Linked DNA regions of Mus musculus: regions 1, 2, 4, 5 and 6 are each linked to region 3. A link is a contact called in public HiChIP or PLAC-seq, Micro-C and promoter capture Hi-C data. All regions are on one chromosome and are shown on one strand. Each heading gives the region's core, a stretch centred on a gene start, on an enhancer-like site or on the middle of the called end of the contact. The rest is flanking DNA. Distances are from core to core; before and after follow the strand shown. Region 1 overlaps Srd5a1 (steroid 5 alpha-reductase 1). Region 2 overlaps Nsun2 (NOL1/NOP2/Sun domain family member 2). Region 3 holds the start of Fastkd3 (FAST kinase domains 3). Region 4 holds the start of Zfp874b (zinc finger protein 874b). Region 5 holds the start of Zfp874a (zinc finger protein 874a). Region 6 overlaps Ube2ql1 (ubiquitin-conjugating enzyme E2Q family-like 1).

Region 1 (4,167 bases), core at 816-3,315, 1.0 Mb before region 3:
AGCAGGTTAATGGGGTGAAAGCCAGGGACGTGCACTACAGATCCAGAAGGAAAAGGAAAGACGAGGAGCAGAGTCAACGATCCTAACCTCCATGCCTACTCCCCAGGGGTAAGGTGTGTAGCCAGTAAGCATGTGCCTCTCCTTATATGGAGGGGAAGCCTTGAGCATTTCCTCATGCAGTTTTCCAGAGGAAAAGGGGAGATAAACCTACTTGCAGGCTAGTTCCCTGTTCAGGTCATTCGTGCAGGCTATTTCCCCCATCCAGATCATACGTGCAGGCTATTTCCCCTGTCCAGGTCATACGTGCAGACTATTTCCCCTTTCCAAGTCATACGTGCAGGCTATTTCCCTCGTCCAGGTCATACGTGCAGGCTAGTGCCCCTGTCCAGGTCATACGTGCAGGCTAGTTCCCCTGACCAGGTCATAAGTCCTGTTTTCTGTTCCTGTCATGGTAAAAACACAGGTTGAGACCACGAATTAGGTCAGAGTGTTTTGGGTAGAATGGCTGTCCATAGCATGCTCAAGGAAGCAGCCTACTGCCACTGCTCGCACTGGTACATGTGGTGTTGCTGTGAGCCACTGCTCACACTCAGGCTGACATCAGTACAAAGGATCGAGGTGTGCTGTTCAGCTGAGCATGGCTTTCTTAAGTCTTGTCAGTTATTAACTATAATCATCTTGTTTATTCTTCAGGCTTTGCCCTGTGGTTAGTGGGCATGGTGATAAATATCCACTCAGACCACATCCTGCGGAATCTGAGAAAACCAGGGGAAACTGGATACAAAATACCCAGGGGTAAGCATGGAGGGAAACTGGATACAAAATACCCAGGGGTAAGCATGGAGGGAAACTGGATACAAAATACCCAGGGGTAAGCATGGAGGGAAACTGGATACAAAATACCCAGGGGTAAGCATGGAGTTGCTACACAGTTGCTTTGCACACTGCCCACTTGCCTTCCTTTCTCAGCTCTGCAAATTCACAGCCTCACCGGGCAGCATTTCCTACTGACTGAAAGTTTACATCGTGAACCACAGTTAGATCTGGCTTTTTGGAAGATGATTAAGGGGTGAAGGCTGTCAGTGTTTACAGGCAGGACAAGGAGGAGGACGTACAGGCCACTCTGGTACTTCTGGTCCAGCACTGTGATGGAATGGCTTCTTTTATCAAATCTCCATCTTTAAAAGCTATATAAAATATTGGATGAGATTTGTTGTTGTTGTTGTTGTTGTTGTTGTTGTTGTTGTTTAGAAAAACCTTAAAAAATACATTAAGTATACTGCCTGGAAAAGCAGTCATGTGCCAACAGCATCTGAGTGTGTGGAGGAGTTTGAAGAATAGGGTGTAACCGTGAATGACTGGTACCCCTTCCTCTTCACTTATAGCCCAAATCCATGGCCCTTGGTTCATCTGAGAAGCTCAGAGCTGTGGGTTATGTTCCCTATGGTCTAGGTGTGGTGCTTCCACTGGCCGTAAAGTCCTGGAGGCACCTGCCTTCACCACATCCATACAGCCCTCACTGCAGTGTCATGCCCAGAGGAAGGGATGTTCAGAAGTTGTGGGTCCCACGAGGAACTAGAACACTGTGTATCAGAGTTCCACTGACCTGGAGGACTGGATAGGGGCAGATTTTAAAGTGGGGGTGCCATTGATGGGTAAACTAGGAAAGGTTTGTGGGTGAACCTAAAACTTTGATAAAGAAAGCATGTGAGGTTGATTAATAACAAAAATAAGATGTGCCCCCCCAAAAAAACCCCAGTAAAATAAACCACACCAAATTTCAAATTAATGCCAATTCCTAAGAGTCAGGAAGTAGAAAAGCCAACCCAAAAGTTCCAATCGTGTGATAGGATGCTCCAGTCGTGTGATAGGCTGCTGTGTGACTTTTCCTGAAGAGGTATGAGCGATGATCTATTCCCCCAAGGCAGGGCACTGAAGACTGCACAAAGAAAGGATCCCACTCCATTCTAGAGTAGTGAGCAGGTGGGTTGCTTGGTGTGGCTTACGGGAGCATGGGTGACTCAGAGGCAGCTGGGCCCCCACAGCCCACCCCAGCCTGGGGAGTGACTCACAAAAGCCACATTGCTGGAGTACCCTGCTTGACTTGCCCACTGGCAGCTTGCCGGGTCAGAAAGTCTCTCCTCCCCTGCAGTGACTATGGCCTTTCTAGTGCGAGAGGTGCCCTGTCAACCCTATCACTTTTTCAAGAGATTCCTGAACCATGTAAACATTGCGGGGTGGTTTCTCGGTCGCATGCCTTCCTCTGTGTTCGAAGGTTTCAGTTTGACGGAGACAGCAACACAACTTAGGCGTGGTAGGGGACAAGAGCTGAGGGATGGGAGAGGGTTGTTGAGGTTGTGAGCGGAGTCCAGTGCGGCTCTCCAAAGGAGAGCGTGCCTGGGCACTGCCCCTGCCTCCTGCCTCCCATTCACATCTGCGTGCTAAGTACCTGATTCCAGATGTGGGAGACTGATGCAGGGCACAGACAGAAGGATGCACAAAGTGCTCAAAGCCCAAGGAAGTGACAGGTTCAACGAGCACACCTCTCTTGTTGCTACAACCAGTTACCGATCAGAGAGTAACTTGAGGAGGAAGTTTTGGCTTGCGGTTGAGAGGGTACCAGGAAGCATGACAGAATGTCTCGGCTGGGACGCCTCACCTCAGGGATCAGGAAGCCGAGGTGAAATCAGGAATGGGCTAGAAATACTCTGAAGGTCTACCCGCCTTGACAGCCACTTTCTCCTAAAAGTCCTATAAGCTCCCCCAAATGGTGCCAGACACTGAGAACCAAGTTTACAGACACACGAGTCTATGGGGCACACTTCATATTCACTGTTGCTCAAAAAGTCCAGAGATCCCAGGGGAGGGTGGTGCCCAGGCAGAATGGTCCCATGGAAGCCCAGAGGCACTCCATATATAGCAGCCCGTCCCTCTTGCAGCAGAGATGCCATCCAGATGCTTGCCCCTTTCCCTTCTTTTTCATTCAAAATTCTCACCGTGTATTCATGGCTGGCTTAGAACTTGTTCTGTAGACCAGGCTACTCCCAAGCTCACAGTGACCCCACCCCCACCCCACCCCACCCCCATCCCCTGCTCCCACTTTCCAAGTGACTGGTATCAAAGGCGTGTGCCATCATGCCCAGCTCCTCTCATTCCTCGATGCCAGATTTATGTCCTAACCCAACATATTAAAACCCGAAGATCAAGAAAGAGAAAATGAGGAGACCGTCTCAGACACGGTTAAGGAAGCAGCCGCAAAACCTGTCTGAACAGGAATGCCTCCCAGCTAGCAGAGGAAGCTGGGGCTGACATCCCAGTGCGGTTTGTCTGGCACAGACGTGAAGGGGATGCAGCATCAGGACTAACAACTCCTTGTCTGCAGCAGCACATCCCCAGAGGCCTCCACAGCCCTGAGGGCAAGCTGAGCAGAAATGCAAAGGCTAATAATGTCTCCCAGACAACCAGAGATGCCACAGGCACCCAGGAAAGGCCAGGCAGGCAATCTCTTCTACAGTTCATCATTTCTAATCTCTTGAGTGCAGAGGAATGCCAGGAACACCAGAGACAACAGAAGAACAACCAGCAGGTCCCACCCGAAGGATATTAAAACATGTAAGTGAAAAGAGAATGAAATGAAGCCTGAGAGACTGTTCCATGATACCTGCACAAAGCAGGGGGACCTCCGGGGTGCCCTGAAAACCAAAGTCAAGAGAACATTGGTGAGGAAGCCTCATGCCTGCCATTCAGGGGAGCTCAGCACACACCACGGGTAACTGACAGAAAGCCATCAGCTGCACCGGACAGTCCTCCGCTTGGTTGGCTGCTCAGATCCTTGAGGGGACCTCCCAAGGAGGAAACACAGGCTTTTACCGTAGCGTTCCTTGCATGTACTCTGTTGGTGGTTTTGAAGACCCAGGGCACCAGGGATGGATGAGATGAGATAGCCCCAAGTCTTGAGCTTGCCCCCTCACCGCACGCTCTGGATTTCAAGAGGCTCTTTGAACGCGGCAAGGCCACATTTTCTCCTACACTAGGTCTGTGCTCAGTGACGGAGTCACACCCGGCAGAATCATTTACCAGAGTTGACAGTTACCTTGGTGTCACTGGCCAAGGCCAAGTGAGCTTGTTTGGCAGGTAGGTGGCAGAAATGGGAATAGATATGGAGAT
Region 2 (3,744 bases), core at 92-2,591, 1.1 Mb before region 3:
TGATCTACTCACCTCAAGGTCAGGTCCAAGTGTAAGACCTATGCCAGGAAAGACCCACTGCTGCTAAAATGCCTCCCCCGGGCAGGGAACTAAGCAAAGTCTGCCCCTCCTCCTAAGAGCCCAACAGTGTTTCATCCACACTCCACAGCTCTACCAGAATTCATTCTGGGAACCAATGAGTTTCTGGGCTTACTTGTAGAGCAGGTGAGCGCTACTTACAGAGGCTTGGGTTTCCCTACCCTGCAAAGGCAGTGCCAAAGTCTTTAACCAGCAGATGACAGCTTTCCCATAGCCACAGAGATGGAATCCCACCCTGGTCTTCTTTGGCCTGTATCCTCCGGTCCCTCCCCAAGGAAGAGTTACATACAACTTGAGGAATGGCACAGCTGGACATTTAGGTGAGGCTCCTATGACCCTCCCCAGGGCATATAAACAGTCATCAAATCCAGCTGGACTGATCGTTTATGAGCAAGGCACAGCTGAGTTCCCAGAGGTAGCCTGTTTAGCTCAGAGCACATATAGGGAGGCCGGAAGAGCATTGGTGTAACTGATGCTCAACTGTGCGGACAAAATGCATTACAGACAGAGGGAAGGAAGAGCTCCTGCAAGGACTCTGCCGGGAGAATCTGGGCGAGGGAAACACGGCTGACAGTCCAGCTTCAAGTCCTGTATGAGACACCAGAGGGCTGGCTTTTCTCTCCCATTAGCCAACTAAAAGCAAATCCAAGTCTCATGCCAAGATACATGATCATAATAGCTCTTTATTTCATGACCCAAGCAATCTCCACCCCACTTAAAACAACTCCAGGATAAGCACAAACGGTCCCCAAAACTGCTGTCATGATTCACCAGCCTTCCCTCTGAGATGGCTTATCTCACCCTTTATCACAAAGGCACAGAAGTCACCTGAGACCTCAGTGTCAGCATGACTGCACAGCACACTGGTGTGCAGTCCAGAAAGTATTAAAGCATAGATAGATAGAGCTGCTTCCCAAAGACTTGTAGACTTTTACTGTCGTTTTAGAAGACTAGGTCAATACTGGCCAACAAGGGATCTGAACTTCTGCAAAGGCTGTTAGCCTTTAACAGCAGAAACATGTATCCACTCTGCAAAAGCGACTCCTAACAGACTGTGGCCACCACTCATTTCCAGGTCCCTGGCTAAGGACATTCTAGGTTTGATCTCCAACAACGGATGGTACCAATTCATTGTGTGAAGACTCCTTCACCGGGATGGCTCAGCTGCAGCTGCATCACAGCCAGGGACGGAGTCTGGGACGCAGGGGTCTTGTGCTGTCTGCTTGGCATCCTCATCTCCAGGCTGCTCTGGGCTGGCAGCATTCTCATTGGTAAGAATGACTCCCTCTTTCTTCTTTTCTCCCAGTACCTCCAGACCCATCATCCTGAGATAATGAAGCCGCTCATTTTTGGGCACAAAAGTTCGAATAGAGGCCTTTCCCCGCCACCCACACAGCACGATGGGGCACTGGAGGGTGTCTGGATTCCTGCCAAAAAAGAAGTCCCGTGTAAGCATTAAGCATGCTATTCACTCCACCATCTTGTGATACCAACACACAACCTCTGGAAAAAGTGCTGTGCCCACTGCCCTATCCTGCATGTATGCGGTCAGAGTTGTGACCCTGCCTGCTACCCTTAGTGCCTCTGCTGCTGAGAACTTCCCAAAGAAGAGCAAGGCCCTAAAACCCCTGCAGGCTGTGGCTCCTGTTCTAGCCTTCAAGTAAGTGTTGCGGTCACACCATGAGCTGCCACGCACAGCTACTTATCCAACACGGAGGCACGCATACTTACGCAGAATCTGGCTCATACTTCAGCACAACACTTCCCTTTGCTGGAAAAAAAAAGAGAAAGACACTCGTGACAAGGCTTTCACTTGGTGACCATAACCACTGAGCAGATGTGTGTGCTGTTTCCAAGAAGGGTCAGTGAGCTCTTGGTCTCAGGGATATAGGTGGTAGAAAATCACAGGGGAGCCCAAATGACAGAGGAAGGAAGGAGGGAGGGAGGGAGGGAGGGAGGGAGGGAGGGAGGGAGGGAGGGAGGGAGGGAGGGTGGTGTATATGCAAGTGTGTATAAGTGTGTAGTATTTAGCACACTCTCTGGGGAAGAAGCATGAAGTTGAGAGTTAACTGGTCAGTTCTCAACACTCAAGGTTAAACAGTCTCAACTAGCTACAGCACAAAATAACATGAGAATTACCAAGTCCTATACTCTATCACCTCAATACAGGGTAAGGGTCAGTGGGACAGCTCAGCTAGTCCAAGTGCTTCCTGCCCAAGCCTGAAGACTGGAGCATGAGGTTAGATCCAGAACCCATGTGGGCAGGCAGAGGAAGCCAATCTCTGCAGGTTGCCTTCTGTCTTCTACATGTGTACTATGCCTCATACCCAACCAAAGATATAAAGTAAAATAAACCTTCACAGAAGAATTAAAAGAAAGGGGCTGGCGAGATGGCTCAGCGAGTAAGAGCACTGACTGTTCTGTCAAAGGTCCTAGTTCAAATCCCAGCAACCACATGGTGGCTCACAACCATCTGTACAGCTAGTGTACTCATATACATAAAATATATAAATACATCTTTAAAAAAAAAGAATTAAAAGAAAGAACTGTGAAGTCCCTGCTCCTTCTCTGCTGAAAGTGCAGGTGTGCCTCACACCAGGGCGAGGAGAGTACAGGAGACAAAGACAGAACGGATGGTACCCTAGGCTGAGCTGCACTCACAACAGATGTGTAAGGGTACAAACAGAAGAAAAGCAAACGGGACACACTTGGTGAAGATGTCGCCACGGAGAACGAACACTGGAGTTTGGGAGTTGTAAGAGGACAGTGCAACCAAGACTGCTGGTCTGATGGGCCAGCTCAGCTTAAGGGGTCAGGCCAAGTACAAGTTGGGGTTCCATGAGGGACAAGGCAAAGAACCCTCAAAAGGGCTCAGGTCTTTACCATAAATGGCACTGCACATCACTAAGCCCACCACAGTCTCTGAAAGGTTATCTCTAAGTGACTTAAAATCCCTTTGGGAGTGACTGTCCTGTCAGCAGTTATTATCCTGAACTCCATCTGATTGTGGGTGCTCTAGCAACACTTGTTATTCCGTATTACTTGCTGTGTAGCCAAGCATGACCTTGAATTGCTGATCCTGGTAAGTATTAGAACTACAGGCATGCACAGTTCACGCAGGGCTGAGCATGCTGAAGGAACCCTGTGCCAACTGAGCCCATCCCCTGCCAGATAGGACTGTTTTTCCTCTCAGTTATCCTCAATCCACGACTGGTCAAATCTGAGGGTGTGAGGCATGCAGAGGACTGAGTGAAGCATGTGCAGCTGTCATCTGCAGTCCTCATGTTAGGAATACAGGCTGGCCAGCGTCTTGGATCCCTTTACTCACCAAGGTCCTTGACTTGACTGTAGGCCTCACTGCTCAGTTTTCTAAAGAATGGGTTCTCCTGGGTCAACAGTGTCTTCACGTCTTCCATTGATACAGTGATGATTCTTGAATTGATAAATGGATACAATGTATATATTCCCTGTAAGAGCCAAGAAAGAGCACTATGATCCATGATTCCTTAAGGACAAGGGCTGCCTTGTGTGGTTCATGACTTGACTGAAGGCTCCAAAGAAACCAAGGCCCTGGAGGAATTCAGTAACTCTGAGATACTAAACTTGAGTGGCACACCAGAAGGCTCCTCTCTGGCTATTTCACATTAACCATGGCTAGAACTTTGA
Region 3 (4,151 bases), core at 814-3,313:
CAGGGTCTCACAACTCGCACCTTGAAGCATGGCCAGACTTTCCCCAAGGACACAAAGATGGTGGACTTCGAGGTTGCCTCTTTGGAGACGACGTTGGCATTCTGCCACCAGGCTCAGCATCAGGCTACTTTGAGGATCTGCAGGCAACAACGTAAGCAGAGATTGCAAAGCTGTCACCAAACCAGCATTGGTCAGGTGTGAGGGGTCTCGCTCACACCGGAGGCAAAGAGCCTGGAAGGCACGGTTCTCCAGCACTCCTTCTGGCAGCCTTTGCTCACCATCCCTCCTCCCTATCTCACAGATCCTGAGTAGAGCTGCCATTGCCAGAGGGACAGGCAGGGTGTCCAGGGCACTTATGAAACTCAGCACTTCCTCAAAGGAAGTGAAGTAGCTTAGTCTCCTGAAAAGCATCTCTTCATCCTCGTTTTGAAGACTCTGTCCTGGCTGGTTCCATTCCTGCGCCTGGGAGGACCATGGCTCGCCCACGGGATGAAAGTCATTTCCCTTTTCTGAGTGGAAGTTTTTACAGTATGCGTGATGGAATCTGACCCTGAACAGCTCAGGTTGTAGGGAGCAGAAGCACACACTCAGGCGATCTGTGACTGCCTTTGGGGCATGACTGGCAGGGTGAATTTTCAGAGCAACCACAGCTCCAGGTATCCAAAGAATGGACTTATGACAAAAGGCCCTCCGCAGGGTGATGAACGCCATGCCATAGAATTCACAACATGTGACTTAGCATAAGAAAAACAAAAACAAAAACCATGGTCAAATGCTGAGAAAGACAACACCAACGCTACGAAACTAAGAATGAGTATCCCATGACAAAGATTAAAAAAAAAAAAGAACCTTGCAAAAATATTTTAAAAACCAAGGTTTACTTTTCCCACCGAGCCAGGAAACAAGAGAAAGCCTGGGAAGGGGGTCCCCACTCTCCTGGTCCTGATTGCCACACCCAATTGGCTGACACCCAACAGTTGCACCATAACTAGACAAGGCACCGGTAGAAGACATGCACACCCCTTTCTAGGCAGTGTCACTAGGTTTTTTTTTTTAAATGAACTATGCCTTATATCTAAACTCCTTGAGTCCTATGTGTATGTAAGGATCTCAGATTAATGTTTTACCACAACGTAATTCCTCTTCAAAGGCCATGTTCTATGGACAAAGTGAAGGGTGTGCACCAAGGCATGTCTCCTTTAATATGTTTAAAGTTGGCTGCTGATTAAATAGCCCCCCAAACCCCATAATCCTATACATAAGTTACTACTCAGGCTTTCAGGCTTACGCGTCTCTTCAGTTTTCAAAAAAGGCTATTTTTTGAGTAATCAGAACTCATTGACCTTGCTGCGCTCTGGCTCATTCTGAAATTTCTTTTCAGTGGCCCTTGAACACCTTAGTGTTGTCGGGTAGACTGAAGCATCATAGGGCTGACTTCCTGTGGCTTCACTGTGTCTGGGCGAGATGCTGGCTCCTAACCCTAACTGCGATCGCTGCCCAGCCCTTACTTTAAGTCCTGCCTATGGGCTAGGTTACTGTAATTCAGTTCGTCTGGTTGACGCTTTTCCCGCTAAGGACCCTGCAGCCCAAGGAAACCACCTCTGTGTACAGTGAAGCTGGGCGCGAAGAGGAAGAGCTGGAATTCAGATTCTACCTCCAAATCTCGACACTCACGTGATGGGGAAAGGGAACGTCAATGTTGATAATTGCGAGAGAGGAGGAGCAGCCGACAAGATTCAAACTCCGGGTATGAGCCGGGCAAAGCATGGTAATTCGCGCTGAGAAGCTGGGCTGGGGCTCACGCACAATCACAGAAAAGCAAGCGGAGCAGGGCAACGGCGGAGGCAGGCGCCGCGCGACCGGACCGGAGCCCACGGAGCACGAGTGGGGAAGCCCGGGGGTCCTAATCCCGAGACACTTACCGAGCGGCTCCAAGCCGCACCCGGGACAGGACAGACACGGAGCTTCCGAGCCCTGGGAGCGTCCGTACACGGACGCTGCCCCTTACCTGGAGAACATTCCGGCGCGTGCGCGGCACTAAGGCCACCCACCCACCCACATCCGGCGATCAGCGATTGGCCCAGGTCCGCCCGCATGTCTGTTGGCGGTCGTGCGGAGCATGCGTGCTGTGCCGCGCGCGTGCGCAGTGCTCCCGGACTGTGCCTGTCGGAGGAGAACGGGGTTCCGCGCGGGAATTCGCGCCTGGAGGTATTCGGCGGGGGACGGCGGGAGCGACGGAAGCGGTGGGGGAGCCGGGACTCGCGCCTGCGCAGTGGGGATGAGCCGCTGAGTTTTCCGGACCGCGGTGGGGTTCACGGGGAGCACTTGGGAGGCGGACCGCGGTGGGGTTCACGGGGAGCACTTGGGAGGAGTCGGCTCCGCCACCTTTCCCAAAACCTCGTGAGCTCGCACGTGTCACCCATTGGTCCTGTCGAGTCTGTGGCAGTGCTTCCCGATGAACCTTTGAAGGGTTTGTGTCCTAGCTCCCCAGCGGATAAGCCACAAGTGCTTAGAAACTAACTAGAGTTGATTCACTCAGGAAAAGATAATTTTATATAGGCCGGCTACCACTCAGCGTTAGCCACTGGATAGAATGGCGGAGTGTGGAATCCCAGAGCCCTTTATCTTCTTTTTCTCTTGGTTATCTCCGGGGTAAGGCATGAATTAGAAATACCGTCTCTGTGTAAAGTCCATGTACGCTGACTACTGATAGATGCAATGATGCCATCTTTGATGACGACCAGTGCTTTGATTAGGATCTAGCAGGAAACACGAACTCCCCAGTTTCACGTGAACATTGTACAGTTACAGTTTTGGTTTTTTAAAGATTACTTATTTATTTTATATATATGAGTATACTGTGGCTGTACTGATGGTTGTGAACCATCATGTCGTTTCTGGGACTTTGAATTCAGAACCTTTACTTGCTCCGGAGGATCCTGCTCGCTCCAGCCTAAAGGTTTATTTATTATTATATGTAAGTACACTGTAGCTGTCTTCAGAGGCACCAGAAGAGGGCGTCAGATCTCATTAGGGATGGTTGTGAGCTACCATGTGATTGCTGGGATTTGAACTCAGAACCTTGGGAAGAGCAGTCAGTGGTCTCTTAACTGCTGAGTTACAGTTTGTTTTTGTTTTTTGTTTTTGTTTTTTGTTTTTTTTTTGCTTTGTTTTTAAACGGCAGAAACAATAGCCTTTGTAAGCGACACTGTGTTTGAGCATGGCTTAGCCCCTTCACCATTCAGGCTTATGATCCTAATTCAGAGTACAAATGGGCAGAAAGGCAGATCACTCCTATAGTTAGGCACTAATGAATGACAGACACTTGCAAGACCCAACAGTAGCTAGAAATCAAGAGTGGGTTTCACGCCATCAGGGACAATTCAAAAACGTCACTTTTGTATACCTCCTGTCTTAATTCTCTCATACTGCGATTCGTTTAAAATCAGTGCTAAGGAACAAGTTTAGAGAAGGCTGTTTGAAATTATGTTTGGGTGTCCTGCGGGCTACCTGCTTCATTAAACAGTGTACCCCTTTCTTCCTTTTGTGGTTTTTAGTCTCACTGTTAGAGTTGCAGCTGATGACCTGAGGTGATGAGAAGGTTTTTGTTACTTTATGCTACACAGCGAGGACAGGCAAAGGCCATAGCAGAAGAAATAAGTGAGCAGGCTGTGTCACACGGGTTTTCCGCAGATCTTCACTGTATCAGTGAGTCAGAAAAGGTAAGAGCAGCTATTCCTGTGCATTTTCCTGTACTTTGTTGTGGAATGAGGCAGTATACCCATTTTTTGTTGCAGGGGGTTTGCCCAAGCTAGCCTTGAACTCACATTGTAGCTTTGGAGAAATGAACTTTGGATCCTCCTGCCAACTAGCTGAGTCTAAACACAGAATTATACATTTGAATTAGGTTTAAAAAAAACCTCACAGCCTCATTGCACTGCAGCCCATCTTCACTAGGATAGCTCCTGTTGCTCCTCGGTTCTTTCATTGTTTTAAAGTGTGTTTGTTTATTGGGACAGAACAGGGCTCTTTGTAGACCAGGCTGGCCTTGAACTCTAGAGAGCCACGGGCCTCTTTTATCTTTGTTTCTGCCTCACCTTGACCCTGTAAAACCCCTTTGCTCATGTTACTTGTGTGTGTGTGTGTGTGTG
Region 4 (4,223 bases), core at 1,433-3,932, 1.1 Mb after region 3:
CTTAATTATCCAATCAGATTTATATAACAATAAGATCACAATTTACAAGATGCCAATACAATAATTTCAGAGCCAATTGATAAAGCTTTAACCCAATTATTCTAACCTTGTGACAATCTTAGCTACTTGTTGCTGTTTAAAACCACGTGGGATCAGGATCATCTTCCTGTTCACCTGCTTCCTTGTTGCCTTCTCCCCTTCTCCCTTCCCCTTACCTCTTTTATCTCTCCCTGTTCCCCAAACTCCTAGCTCCGCCTCCCTTTTCCTGTCCAATCACAGGCCTGTCAGTGCCCTAATGTGATTGGACAGAGAAAATCCTGCAACAGGGCATATCCAGTTTTGACAACAATATTTGTTGAAAAAAAACCTATCAGGTCCAGTCCTGGTTTTTATACTTTTTGTCAAAAATAGCATGTCCATTGCATTAGCATTTATCCTTGGGTCTTGTTTTACAATGCATTGTCTGTACTTTTTAAAAATCTTAATGTTTTATTAATTTCAAGCAGTCCTCATTATAGCTTTGTAGTAGAATTTGAGGTCAGCTAAGATTATATATATATATATATATATATATATATATATATATATATATATATATATATATATATATATATATTTTTTTTTTTTTTTTTGAGACAGGGTTTCTCTGTATAGCCCTACCTGTCCTGGAGCTCACTCTAGACCAGACTGGCCTCGAACTCAGAAATCTACCTGCCTCTGCCTCCCAAGTGCTGGGATTAAAGGCATGTGCCACCACTGCCCGGCTAAGATATATCTCAAATGTCATTTCTCTGTCGTTGCTTTTTTAATCTCTGTTCTTTTATGTGTCATTGTATTTTTTTCCCTAGTTCTATGATGACTAATATTATGGAAAGTCAGAAACAAGAGTGAGGCTGTTGAACAGTGTATTTATGGGTATTAATTAAACAATGTATAAAATACTTAGAGAAATTAAGATTGCAAACAAGATGGCCAGGGACAGGAAATGAACTATTATGGAAGCTTGCTGGCCATACATGCCGTAAAACATGGTTTTGAACACAAGAATACATGTAAATGTGAAAGATAAGTAGATGGCTGAGGAGTAAGCAAACGCAAATCAGATCCATATGAAGCAAAATCACTGAGTTCCACTTTGTGCTTCAGATTATTCAGAGAATCTTACAGACTTCTGTTCATCAGGTTCATGTAAAGGCCAAGTTCCAAAGTGAGGTACAGTAACTAAGAGAAATATTTCTGAGACTCACTAAAACTAACTTTCTTACATGTAACAGTAATCTTCAACTCCAATAGTCCCGTACAAAAACACATACAATCCAGTTATTATATTTATAAGCAATAAACCTAGATTGGCAGAACTATACTAACTTATCCCCAGCTAGGAGACCGTTGGTTATCTGCAGTTTCTCCTGGTCACGTGGTTCAGCTCCATCTTAGCTGCTGCTTCCTCCTCTCCTGTCATCTCTCCCTCCCCATCTCTCGCTCTCCAAGATCTCCTCTCTCACCTTTCCTCTCCACGGCCCAATCACAGGCTTTTGCTTTTATTGACCAGTAAATGGGGAGAAGATTCACAGGAGAGCACCTGAGTACTTGATCCACCACTCTCCCGGGGGCCACCCCTCTTGAGGATGCAGAATTAACATGAAAATTCAAACAACATCAGGACAACCCACAACACTTACATAAGCTAAAGGTTGAAAATATGGACAAAGGATCTGCGATGGATCTGGGCGATCTTTACTGATAAACAACAGAGAGGAGGACTTTAAAATTGTTCGATACTCCGGAGGCAGAGGCAGGCAGATTTCTGAGTTTGAGGCCAGCCTGGTCTACAAAGTGAGTTCCAGGACAGCCAGGTCTAAACAGAGAAACCCTGTCTCGAAAAATCTAAATAAATAAATAAAATTGTTCGATGATTTAGTCTGTTTCTCTTGACTAACCTCCGACACGAATGGATTCCAATATTCACATGAAAACGATTTCCTGCAGTGGCTTGTGATCTGTGTACGGCTTGTAGTTGATTTCTAGAAGAGCCATTGCACAGGGCATCCAGAGTGATGGCGCTTAAGCCTTGTGGTGATCTCCTGTAAATAATCCGTGATTGTTACCTAAAATCCATGGCATTGTCTTCTTTGGGAATATCAAAAGCTTAGCATAACCTCAGTTATAAAACAATCCTGGTAAACCCGACACATTGGCTGTCAGTCCATCAGAAGCTGATTCCCCGGCGGCTTTTGCTAAAGCTTATCACATCCTGGAGTGTCTCTATCTCTTACCATCTTGGTAACTCAGTACACTGACAAATATTCACACAGGGTGTCAATACAGGAGAACGCGGCTCACTTAAGTATGTGCAGTACTGGGTATTAAGCCAAAGCCTTGAGGCAGTTTCCTCAAATAGCTGTAAATTTCACCGGAAATGAAGAAATTAAGAACTTTGCCAAGAAAATCCTCTGCCCCTTTAAGCTGGACCACAGAAACTGAGGAATGCACTCGGCTCGTTAGAACTGGGCTCAGTTCGTGGCCTCCATGCTTCTTAACTAGGCGACACTAACTAGGTGACAGACATCAATGCAGAAATCCAGGACCATTTTGTAGTACAACTCACTCTCCTAAGACTCCTGCAACGCCATCGCACAGACTTGTGGGAAATGTAGTCTGTAGCACGGTGACGTCACAGATCGGTACTTTGGTAAACAAGAGTTCAGCTTTTGGTAAGCATGTGCGGCTCTTATCCAAAGCTGGGCCAGACTCTGGTCCTGCTGTGCTCTCCCGTTGGATCTCTGACATGGAGGTTGGTCCAGGGTTCAGTCACCCCAGGGTCTGTGCGGGGTGCATAGGTCCGGAGGGAACAGGGACCGGGTGGAATGGAAGCTGGGAGGAGCTGATTTGGAGGAGCTTTCTGGACAGGGCTGGTGAGAGGGCGCTGCGGGGGTTAGTGGGACTGACCTCTGTTTAGACCGACAGAATTCAAGGAATGGAGAAGCTTGTAAGTTCAAGGATTGCCTAGGCAATGTTGGCTGGGTGAAGGTCTTTGCCTGGTCATGGTGATTCTGGGCGTTCACTTTCCAGCTTTCTGGTGGAAGTATTAGCTGGGTCACTCTCACGTGGATGTTACTGGATCGCTCAGTATGTTTAGATAAGAGGAGATCTGGTCCTTTCTGTACTTTATGGCTGTCTGTTACGGAGTTCAGGACCACTGAGAAAGATCACCAAATAAAACTAGGAATTAAAAGGTAAAAAACAAACCAACGAAACAAAACTGCTTTATTTAGAGCCACAATCTCCTTTGCCAGTTTGAGAACTGCTGCAAAAGGGTAGACAGGGGTTGGAATTCTTTAAGTCACAAAACACAGTTGTCTCAACTTGGGATGGTCTGCTTCATAAGGCATTATATTTTTTGTTTGTTTTCTGAGCAAGCACAGCTAAGAGAGATTAAAAAAAGCAGAATGCATGTCCGGTTACTATTGTTTGCTGTTTGTTTTTGTTGCTGTGTTGTACAACGCTCAGTTGGAAATGGAGCTAGTCTTTAATTCATCGCACATGCAGTTATTCTTGTCTTGCTTTGAGGTGACAGAACTTGCTAGGTTCCAGGGTCAGAGTCCTGAAGGGAGCATTGGTGTACGTGATATTTATCCCACTTTCTTTGAAATGAATTGTGGATTTAAAGAAGATTCACTTGGAATAGGAATCCCTCATGGAGGCTGTTCAGTTCCTCACTTGAAAGTAGCTTGACACCCATGTTTGCTAAAAGGATATTGAGCTGTTTCTCTTTTTTTTTTTTTTTTTTTTTTTGGTTTTTTCGAGACAGGGTTTCTCTGTATAGCCCTGGCTGTCCTGGAGCTCACTTTGTAGACCAGGCTGGCCTCGAACTCAGAAATCCGCCTGCCTCTGCCTCCCGAGTGCTGGGATTAAAGCCGTGCGCCACCACGCCCGGCTTGAGCTGTTTCTCAATGGAGGATTAATTAAAATCTTCCTAAGAAAGACAGATTTTAAAAAATTGCCTCCAGGGTTAGGAACCTTAGAGGTTGTAAAGCATGGGATTGTAAAATCTGTCACAAGGTGTTAACAAAGGACACCAGAGGTGCCCTCACTGTAAGATTGCACACACACTGCCTGTTTCAGTTCCTGACCCTTGGTCAAACTCTTTCGTAAATGTACAGTTCAGATTTGTGGATTTTGTGAATGAGCTGTCTGTCCTGACTGACAAACCTGTTGAACCA
Region 5 (4,365 bases), core at 721-3,220, 1.1 Mb after region 3:
GGAGCAGGGGGAGGGGGAAGAGGATAGGGGATTTTTGGAGGGGAAACTAGGAAAGGGGATAGCATTTGAAATGTAAATAAAGAACATATCTAATAAAAAAGATTTATTTATTTATTATGTATACTTTACATGTATACTGCTTATGAGTACACTGTCACTGTCTTTAGACACACCAGAAGAGGGCATCCGACCTCATTACAGATGGTTGTAAGCCACCATGTAATTGCTGGGATTTGAACTCAGGACCTCCAGAAGAGCAGTCAGTGTTCTTAACCTCTGAGTCATTTCTCCAGCTCCCTCTCCCTTGTTTCTTGCCTGGGGATCCTAAAAGTCCTGCCTCTATCTCCCTTCCATCATTGGCCACTGTTAACTCTATTTCCCAACCAGAGCCAACTGGGGGCAGTGTTCCTTTAGCCTATGTGCAGGACACTGGAAACAGGTTTTTGAGTAACCTGATTAGCATGAGAACTCAAGCTGCTACAGTTTTCTCGTGGTTTGGTTGGATCAGGATAACTAGGGCTTGCTGTCTGTCATGGGGTAGCTGTGCTTTGGAGGTGTCACATTGGCCTGGTTCGTGTTGATTGTGTTGTTTCGAGGGCCTTTAGCCATCTAGATGCTTTTGCTCCATGGATGTTCTCATTGTAGCCGGATTGAGAGGAAGGTGAACCTGGATGGTCCTGGTGTGGCAGGCCTCTGATGGGCTGCCTTGGGCTGTATGGTTGCGAACCTGTGGTTCTGTATGCTTCAGGAGTCTCAGGTTTGATGAAGGTGGGCAGATATGTGGCAGGAGAATGGAGGACCTCTCGGATGGCGGGCTGCTCCAGCAGCTTGGCTTGCCCCAGAGGACTCAGATAGCAGGGAAGAAGGGTTGGGGAAGGGAACCTTACCTGTGGTTCAGGAGTCTGATGGAGGTGAAGGAGAGGTGGCAGGAGAGTGGAGGTTCCCTGGGTAGTAGGCTGCTCAGAGCAGCTTGGTTTGGCCCAGAAGGGATTCTGTTATTTCCAAGGAAAACTGCCAATATAACATACTATTTCCCTCTCTCCTCCTCCTTTTTTTTTGGGACAGTCCCAGTACAGGCCTCTGGCTCTCCTAGAACTAGAGTTTCTCCTGTCTCTGCCTCCCAAGTGATTGAAGGCATATCCATAACATCTGGCAAGTTCCTTTTGTCTATTTTTCTATTTTTTTTTTGCAAGCTTAAGTAACATTTTATAATATGTAGAATGAAGATTAAAATAAACATATTGATGAGCAACAACTTGTAAACTTAACAAACAAAACATGGAAAGGCTTGATTCACAAATATCTTCTGTGATGAATCTGGATATTTCTGGTTTTGTTGTTCTTTGTTTTGTTTTGAGACAGGGTTTCACTGTGTAGCCCTGGCAGGCCAGGGACTCACTGTAAACAAGGCAGCCTGGAACTCAGAGGTGCCTGAATTTGCTTGCAGTGAGCTGGGATTAAAGACACCGCAGGCTGTGAATCTTGAATGTCAAAAGCAGCCTGAGTCCCTGCTTTTGCTCTTTGTCCTCTGTGAGGAAACTTTATTGTGTGCCGGGCACCCGCTCTTAAATTACTAAAAGATAAGTTCCTGGCAACTTCCCTCCTCCAGAAAATTGTAAAACTCTTTTGAAATGATTAACGCATGGTCTGGTTTCTGCAAACTAGCTTATTGCCACTTAACTGGCAGTGAGGTGGTTCCTCAAATAGCTGTAAACTCCACGGAAATTAAGGAATTAAGAACTTTACAGTGAAAATCCGGAAAAGCGGCACCTTACATAAACATTCGGCTCGTTAGAACTGGACACAGTTCATGGTCTCCTTGTTTCCTAAGTAGGTGACACTACATTGCAGACACACATCAATGTAGAAATCCAGGACCTTTAAATAATACAACTCACTCTCCTAGGACTCCTGCAACGCCATCGCACAGACTTGTGGGAAATGTAGTCTGCAGCACGGTGACGTCACAGGTCTGCACTTTTAGTAAACAGTTCATCTTTTAGTAAGCATGTGCGGCTCTTATCCAAAGCTGGGCCAGACTCTGGTCCTGCTGTGCTCTCCCGTTGGATCTCTGACATGGAGGTTGGTCCAGGGTTCAGTCATCCCAGGGTCTGTGCGGGGTGCATAGTTCCGGAAGGAACAGGGACCGGATGGAATGGGAGCTGGGAAGAGCTGATTTGGAGGAGCTTTCTGGACAGGGCTGGTGAGAGGGCGCTGCGGGGGTTGGTGGGACTGACCCCTGCGTTAGACTGACAGAAATCAAGGAATGGAGAAGCTTGTAAGTTCAAGGATTGCCTGGGCAGTGTTGGCTGGGTGAAGGTCTTTGCCTGGGCATGGTGATTCTGGGCGTACACTTTCCAGCTTTCTGGTGGAAGCATTAGCTGGGTCACTCTCACGTGGATATTACTGGATCTGTCAGTAAGTTTAGTTAAGAGGAGATCTGGTCCTTTCTGTACTTTATGGCTGTCTGTCACGGAGTTCAAGACCACTGAAAAAAACTCCGAACAAAACTAGGAATTATGAGATAAAACCAGCCGGGCGGTGCTGGCGCACGCCTTTAATCCCAGAACTTGGGAAGCAGAGGCAGGCGGATTTCTGAGTTCGTGGCCAGCCTGATCTACAAAGTGAGTTCCAGGACGGCCAGGGCTACACAGAAAAACCCTGTCTCGAAAAACAAAACACAAAAACACACAGAGAAAGAGAGAGAGAGAGAGGGAGAGGGGGAGGGGGAGGGGGAGAGGGAGAGGAGAGAAGAGAGGAGAGAGAACCAAACAAAAAACAACCCAAACTGCTTTATTTAGAGCCACAATCTCCTTTGCCAGTTTGAGAACTGCTGCAAAAGGGAAGATAGGGGTTGGAATTTTTAAAGGCACACACCACAAGTATCTCAACTCTGGGGATTTTCTGCTATGTGGGTTTTTTTTTTTTTCTTTTTTTGGTTTTTTGTTTGCTGTTTGTTTTTGTTGCTGTGTTGTACAACAGCTTAGTTGGAAATGGAGCTAGCTTTTAACTATCACACATGCAATAACTCTTGTCTTGCTTTGAGGTGACAGAAATTGCTAGGTTCCAGGGTCAGAGTTTTGCGTACTGGAGATTGAGGTGTGTGATGTTTCCTCCACTTACCTGGAAATGAATTGTGAATTTACAGATGGTTCACTTGGATTAGGAATCTCTCGTGGAAAGTGTTTAATTCCTCACTTGAAATGACACAGATGTTTTCTGAAAGGATATTGAGCTGTTTCTCAGTGGAGGATGAACTAAAATCTCCCTAAGTAAAACAAGAGATAAAACTTTTGCCTCAGAGGTTGTAAGCCTGAGATCGAAAAACCTGTCACAAGGTGTTAACAAAGGACACCAGAGGTGCCCTCGTGTTAACACTGCACACACGCTGCCTGTTTCAGTTGGTCAAACTCTTTTGTAAATGTACAGTTCTGATTTATAGGTTTTGTGTACATATTGTCTGTCCAGAATGACTAACCTACTGTTGAACCAAACATCTATGTTCCCCAATAAATTCTCTGTGTTTCTGGATGTCATAGCCTCTTCAGTCTCTCCTAGCTGAGAGACTGTAAGTCTGGCCCTGCTGTGAAGAAGATTTTTTTTTTCCCTTCAACATCTCAGTGTTAGATCCTGGTTTTCAACATCATAACAAGAATGTCTACTGATCCTTACATTAACATCCCCATCGGAGGGCATAACAATGCCATCACAGGAGACTCTGAGAGTTGCATTGCCATAGCAAGCCTACATGTGGAGTGAAAAATAATAGAAACTACCAACTCTCCCTATTCCATCCAGGATGGTGATGTGAGTGTGTGAACCCCTTTCAGGATGGAGACATGAGCTGGTGTGAGGCCTGATGGCTTAGGGATTTTACTGATTTGGAGGGAGCATGAAGGTCTGTGAAGGGAACACAGCCCTGTACACCTGATTGGCGCACGGTGGGCTCCTCACCCTGTCCTTTGTGTGTGGTTTTGTGTTTTGCTGTTTTTCAGTCAAACCAAGGGTTTGTGACCTGGAGACTGGCTTATGACTCTGCAGTTTATTTGTATGTATTTTATTACTAGTGCTTTAAATTGATTAACAGTGTGATATCATTCACTTGTCCTTATTTCAGGAAATGCTGTCCTTCTGGGATGTGGCCATTGATTTTTCTCCAGAAGAGAAAGAATGCCTGGAGCCTGCTCAGTGGGATCTGTACAGGGATGTGATGCTGGAGAATTTCAGCCACCTTGATTTCCTGGGTGAGGATTGCATCTATCTTCTTCACCATCAGTGTCTAGCTTCCCCCTTTGATGCAATATCTCACTGAGTTTTCTATTATATCCTTCCTTTTAAGGAAATAGTGGGGAGACTGACCTATAG
Region 6 (3,780 bases), core at 662-3,161, 1.1 Mb before region 3:
AATCTAACATTGCCAGGTTTTAGTGTTGACTTAAAAGTACAACTGCCCACTTGATTAAAATGTGCTCCCATGCTTATCTTGTTCTGTGCTGCTGTTCGAAGATAAACCTGTGCCATTTGATGAGAGGCAGGGGATGCTGCGGCCACCAGGGGGGGTTCAGGACATGAGGTGCCCCTCCCTGGGTGCTCAGATCAGCAGATGGCCAGAGGGACAGTCTCTTCAGACATTAGGGAACGCTCCAGCAACAGTGCTTCTGTGTCTGTCTCCTCTCAGCCACCAGAAGAAGACAATTTCCCCTTTGCCGATGTCGTCGGACTCACTTTGTCTTCCGTGCTAGTGACAGGAGACACCAGAACTGCCAAAGGACACCAGGTGACACAAGGGGACTTGCATGACCCGGTCTGTTACTTCACCCACTAGTCACTTGTGTGTCCCTGACTTGAGGCAAGAGCACCCTAACTGTGGTGTGACCTCCCGTTATTTAATCTCCCCACACTTTCATTTTACTCTTCTGTTAAATCACCTAGAACTTTCTAAGAAGCTCCATGAAATGAGGAGATAATGTTTATGACAACATGCAGACAGAGGTAAAATGTTCATTCCAAGTGGAAAATCTTATTGGACACATTTTAAATAAAACCATGCATACCTGACACCCAGTCTCGAGAATCAATCATGGTGGGCTAGGCTTCCACTGGAAGTCTGTCTGTCTGTCTCTTCTTTCCTTCCTTCCTTCCTTCCTTCCTTCCTTCCTTCCTTCCTTCCTTCCTTCCTTCCTTCCTGCCTGCCTGCCTTCCTTCCTTATTTCCTTCCTTCCTTCCTCCCTTCCCTCCTTCCTTCATTCCAGCCTCTCTGTCTGTCTATATATCTATATTCCTTTCTTTTTTAAAAAATGTAGATGTTTTGCCTGCATGAATGTCTGTGAACCACATGCATGCCTGGTGCCCTCGAAAACCATTAGAGGGCATTGAATCCCCCTTTGAACTGGGCTCACAAATGGTTATGAGCCACCATGTAGGTTCTGAGAATTGAATCCAGAGCCCCTGGAAAAGCATCTAGTGATATTAACTAGAGAGCCAACTCTCCAGCCCCACTGGAAGTATTTCATCTGCATTTAAAGTGTTAAATTTCAGGCAGCAACACACATGTGTCATGAGCAGCATTTTACAGGCAGGAAACATATCATAGGAGCCCATACTCTTACAAGTACCTGGGGACTAAAATGATTCCAGGAAGCTGACTAGAACCTACCAGAAAGCATGGCATGGCTGGCCATGCTCAAATGTTGCCACTTTGTTTTTTCTAGCTATGAAGGGAGAGTCAGCTTCTTGGCTAACTCCATGCAATTACTTGGGCAGTGTGGGCTTCTCCTTGTTTAAGGATGCTTAAGGACCCAGGAAAAAAACTCATCTCAAAGGACAGAGAGTGGCTTTTCCCACTGTGTCTGGAGGCCAACCAAATATACCCAGTCAGTTTGCTTCTTATCACTGTTTCTTTTGAGACAGGGTCTCCTGCATTCTTAGCTGGCCTCAGTCTCATTATGTAGGTGAGATTAGTCTCGCTCTCCTACTCTTCCTGCCTCCACTCCCAAGTGCTAGGACTGTAGACTTGCATCACTTTTCCCAGTGCATTCAGAACTGGGCTTTGGACATAGTTTCATGGATGCTAGGCAAACACTCTTCCAACTCAGCTATGTTTGCAGCCTCCTGACCACTTTCTTACTCTCCCCAGATACACAAAGCAACTGCTGGGCTCAGAGGACAAGATATTAAAAGGGATTTGCCTGTTCAAGTTCCCCCAAAGCAGTCACCGGCCACTGAAACTGGATGGCCAGTGAGCATGTGCAACTCTCCATCCTGAACGCTGACTGGCCTTTGTACCTATGGCCGGCTGTCAGGTGTTATGGTGTGTGTCTTCACATGTGGACTTTGAGAAGTCAGGACACAAACTGTCCCTCAGATACTAGGGAGCCAGTCTCTAGGTAATCTCTTATTCCAACAAACAGTTTCAGGAGAAAAGAAGACACAGGTGCAGAGTTGGGTCTCTGCATTTTATCTGCTGGCCGAGTGAAGAACTTTTCTTTCCTTATCCCAGGGTGGGCTTTAACAGAAGTAGAGCCAGAAGACTGGGTATCACCCCACTGGCCCCGTGACTGCCATCCACCAGGTGGGAAGGCATTACACCCCATTTTACTCTTCCTGGTGCCTGGAGCTTAGCTTGTGTTGCATGGCATTTGTATTATTTTGTATACATTTATGGAACAAATCAGATATTTGCTTTAAGAAATGCCATTTTTCAGCTAGGGAGATGGTTCACTCTCCTGCCTGACATGCAAGCTGGAAGACCTCATGCAGATCCTCAGAGCCTACGAGAAAAGCCATGTGTGGTGGTGTGTGCCTATAATGACAGCCTAGGAGGGAGTGGGGGAGGGGGACACAGATCCCCACAGCTCATTGGCCAGCCAGTGTAGCTGATTAATCATTGACCTTTGTGTTTACTGAGAGACCCTGTTGGAAAACAATAAGGTGAACATCAACCAAGGACAGACACCAAACACCAGGCACCAGACTCCACATGAATGCACATGAAATGGGTGATTTTTTTTTATTATTTTAAAGGCAGTAAGGGATCCCTTATAACACAAATATTGCTATGACTCTATCCACCAGAAGCCACCTTCCCCATGGTCTGTGCCAGGGCAGGCCAGTGTAGATGCACCATGCCCTCCTCATGCCTTAAGGTAATGCCTGTTATGGAGCCCAGTGTGAAGAGAAATCTCACTCCAGACCTAGAGTGTTCCTCGAGTCTCATCTCCACAGAGCTAAGAACTCTATCTCCCTTCAGGCAAAAAGGAGGTAACTGAACAATGGGCAGAGACACTTATACTCCACCATCTCCCCTTGCCAGCTAGAAGTTAAATCAAGCCAGAGGTCACAAAGTCACGAGAACAAAACACACAGATAAGTGAGCTTCCTCATGGTGCAAAACCCTTTCTGCAGCAGAGCATCCTGAATACCCACCACAGACTGCAGACGCCAGGCTGGACCTTACGTGGTCCACCAGGTAACTTTGTAGCAGATGAAGGGTCACTGGCATCTTAGAAAGCCTTGAGTGAGCCCTATCACTACACCCACCACCACCCCGGCTACACAGGTGATACTCCGTAAGAGTCACATTCATAAACATTCATCATTTTGTGATGCAAGCTTTAGCTCCAGATCTTTCTGTTTCCATGCTCGTGCTATCTATTAAAACTGGACCTCATTGCTTTTGGGAGAAACAAGTCTATAAACCAGTGGAAACGACCCTGGGTTGCAAGAGAAAAAAAAAAAACCTTATAGTCATATAATTCTGATGGGTCCATCCACCGGCCTGAACTTGGGTTTTCATTGGATGCAATCTCTTAACGAAATGCATGCCACGTTGACACAAGGGTTGGAAAGACAGCACTTTTGAGACCAAAGTCTAGCATGTGAACTTGAAAGGCTCATCTCACTGCATCTGGTAAGTTCTCATGCAGTGACATGCTGTGAACAGAACATGATTAACAAGCACGGTAATTAAATGGTAACTATCCTGTAATTCCATTCCTTCGTTTACAGCCAATCCCATGCATTGAATCAGCCCTGAAGGCTCCCCATGGCATCAGTGTCCTCTCACACGTGGGACACATGAGAGTTTGAGAGGCAGCAATAAGAGTAACTCATAAGAAGAGGTAACCCTATCACAGACCACATCACTCAAGTTCTCGCCATTTGTCCAAGCCAGACACTCCCTCAA

The links. Promoter capture Hi-C pulls out the DNA fragments that hold promoters and counts their contacts. A called contact is a pair of places that touch in the nucleus more often than the background predicts. HiChIP or PLAC-seq counts read pairs in DNA pulled down with a chosen protein or histone mark.
Region 1: a contact with region 3 is called in a FOXA1 HiChIP or PLAC-seq map of pancreatic cancer cells. The contact joins the enhancer-like site here to the promoter of Fastkd3 in region 3. A contact is called at or near these places in 5 of 39 promoter capture datasets (the 3T3-L1 cell line, cranial neural crest, liver and 2 more), 7 of 484 Hi-C or Micro-C datasets (CD4 T cells, bone marrow-derived macrophages, centrocytes and 4 more), 6 of 115 datasets of contacts at active chromatin or transcription factors (embryonic stem cells, forebrain, large pre-B cells and 1 more) and 3 of 9 other capture datasets (adipose tissue, embryonic stem cells and liver).
Region 2: a contact with region 3 is called in a Micro-C map of the G1E-ER4 cell line, with 3 times the contacts expected there. The contact joins the enhancer-like site here to the promoter of Fastkd3 in region 3. A contact is called at or near these places in 8 of 39 promoter capture datasets (the 3T3-L1 cell line, 3T3-L1-derived adipocytes, cranial neural crest and 5 more), 9 of 484 Hi-C or Micro-C datasets (B cells, the G1E-ER4 cell line, Th1 cells and 2 more), 13 of 115 datasets of contacts at active chromatin or transcription factors (the NIH/3T3 cell line, bone marrow-derived dendritic cells, bone marrow-derived macrophages and 6 more) and 3 of 9 other capture datasets (adipose tissue, embryonic stem cells and liver).
Region 4: an H3K27ac HiChIP or PLAC-seq map of embryonic stem cells shows a contact between it and region 3, with 4 times the contacts expected there. The contact joins the promoter of Zfp874b here to the promoter of Fastkd3 in region 3. A contact is called at or near these places in 3 of 39 promoter capture datasets (cranial neural crest, hippocampal neurons and stem cell-derived epiblast-like cells), 1 of 484 Hi-C or Micro-C datasets (nephron progenitors), 2 of 115 datasets of contacts at active chromatin or transcription factors (embryonic stem cells and thymic regulatory T cells) and 2 of 9 other capture datasets (adipose tissue and liver).
Region 5: a promoter capture Hi-C map of the HPC-7 cell line shows a contact between it and region 3. The contact joins the promoter of Zfp874a here to the promoter of Fastkd3 in region 3. A contact is called at or near these places in 1 of 39 promoter capture datasets (the HPC-7 cell line), 1 of 484 Hi-C or Micro-C datasets (CD4 T cells), 1 of 115 datasets of contacts at active chromatin or transcription factors (embryonic stem cells) and 1 of 9 other capture datasets (adipose tissue).
Region 6: a contact with region 3 is called in a promoter capture Hi-C map of liver, with 2.8 times the contacts expected there. The contact joins the enhancer-like site here to the promoter of Fastkd3 in region 3. A contact is called at or near these places in 2 of 39 promoter capture datasets (both in liver), 3 of 115 datasets of contacts at active chromatin or transcription factors (astrocytes, embryonic stem cells and large pre-B cells) and 2 of 9 other capture datasets (adipose tissue and liver).

The regions. Positions count from the first base shown.
Region 1 is chr13:69,591,544-69,595,710 of GRCm38.p6, reverse strand. It overlaps Srd5a1 (steroid 5 alpha-reductase 1), which reads left to right. Exons shown (of 5, transcript NM_175283.3): 3 at 694-795. Among named protein-coding and RNA genes, the nearest start is that of Srd5a1, 18 kb to the left of the region's middle. Within about 2 kb of position 2,065, at least 28 of the 459 cell types and tissues checked have an H3K27ac peak or open chromatin away from gene starts, as enhancers often do. A contact at or near this core is called in muscle stem cells, olfactory sensory neurons and pancreatic cancer cells, where this site is marked.
Region 2 is chr13:69,631,333-69,635,076 of GRCm38.p6, reverse strand. It overlaps Nsun2 (NOL1/NOP2/Sun domain family member 2), which reads right to left. Exons shown (of 19, transcript NM_145354.5): 17 at 3,407-3,545; 18 at 1,810-1,849; 19 at 1-1,505. The coding sequence ends at 1,226. Among named protein-coding and RNA genes, the nearest start is that of Nsun2, 21 kb to the right of the region's middle. Within about 2 kb of position 1,341, at least 8 of the 459 cell types and tissues checked have an H3K27ac peak or open chromatin away from gene starts, as enhancers often do. A contact at or near this core is called in the G1E-ER4 cell line, where this site is marked.
Region 3 is chr13:68,580,122-68,584,272 of GRCm38.p6, reverse strand. It overlaps Fastkd3 (FAST kinase domains 3), which reads right to left and starts at 2,063. Exons shown (of 7, transcript NM_027123.5): 1 at 1,923-2,063; 2 at 1-734. The coding sequence starts at 711. Mtrr (5-methyltetrahydrofolate-homocysteine methyltransferase reductase) reads left to right here and starts at 2,104. Exons shown (of 15, transcript NM_172480.3): 1 at 2,104-2,208; 2 at 3,558-3,722. The coding sequence starts at 3,594.
Region 4 is chr13:67,482,712-67,486,934 of GRCm38.p6, reverse strand. It overlaps Zfp874b (zinc finger protein 874b), which reads left to right and starts at 2,682. Exons shown (of 4, transcript NM_001076791.2): 1 at 2,682-2,794. The coding sequence starts at 2,789.
Region 5 is chr13:67,449,229-67,453,593 of GRCm38.p6, reverse strand. Zfp874a (zinc finger protein 874a) reads left to right here and starts at 1,970. Exons shown (of 4, transcript NM_177712.4): 1 at 1,970-2,082; 2 at 4,118-4,244. The coding sequence starts at 2,077.
Region 6 is chr13:69,699,707-69,703,486 of GRCm38.p6, reverse strand. Ube2ql1 (ubiquitin-conjugating enzyme E2Q family-like 1) reads left to right here. Exons shown (of 2, transcript NM_001145162.1): 2 at 1-655. Among named protein-coding and RNA genes, the nearest start is that of Gm35618, 3.8 kb to the right of the region's middle. Within about 2 kb of position 1,911, at least 7 of the 459 cell types and tissues checked have an H3K27ac peak or open chromatin away from gene starts, as enhancers often do. A contact at or near this core is called in liver, where this site is marked.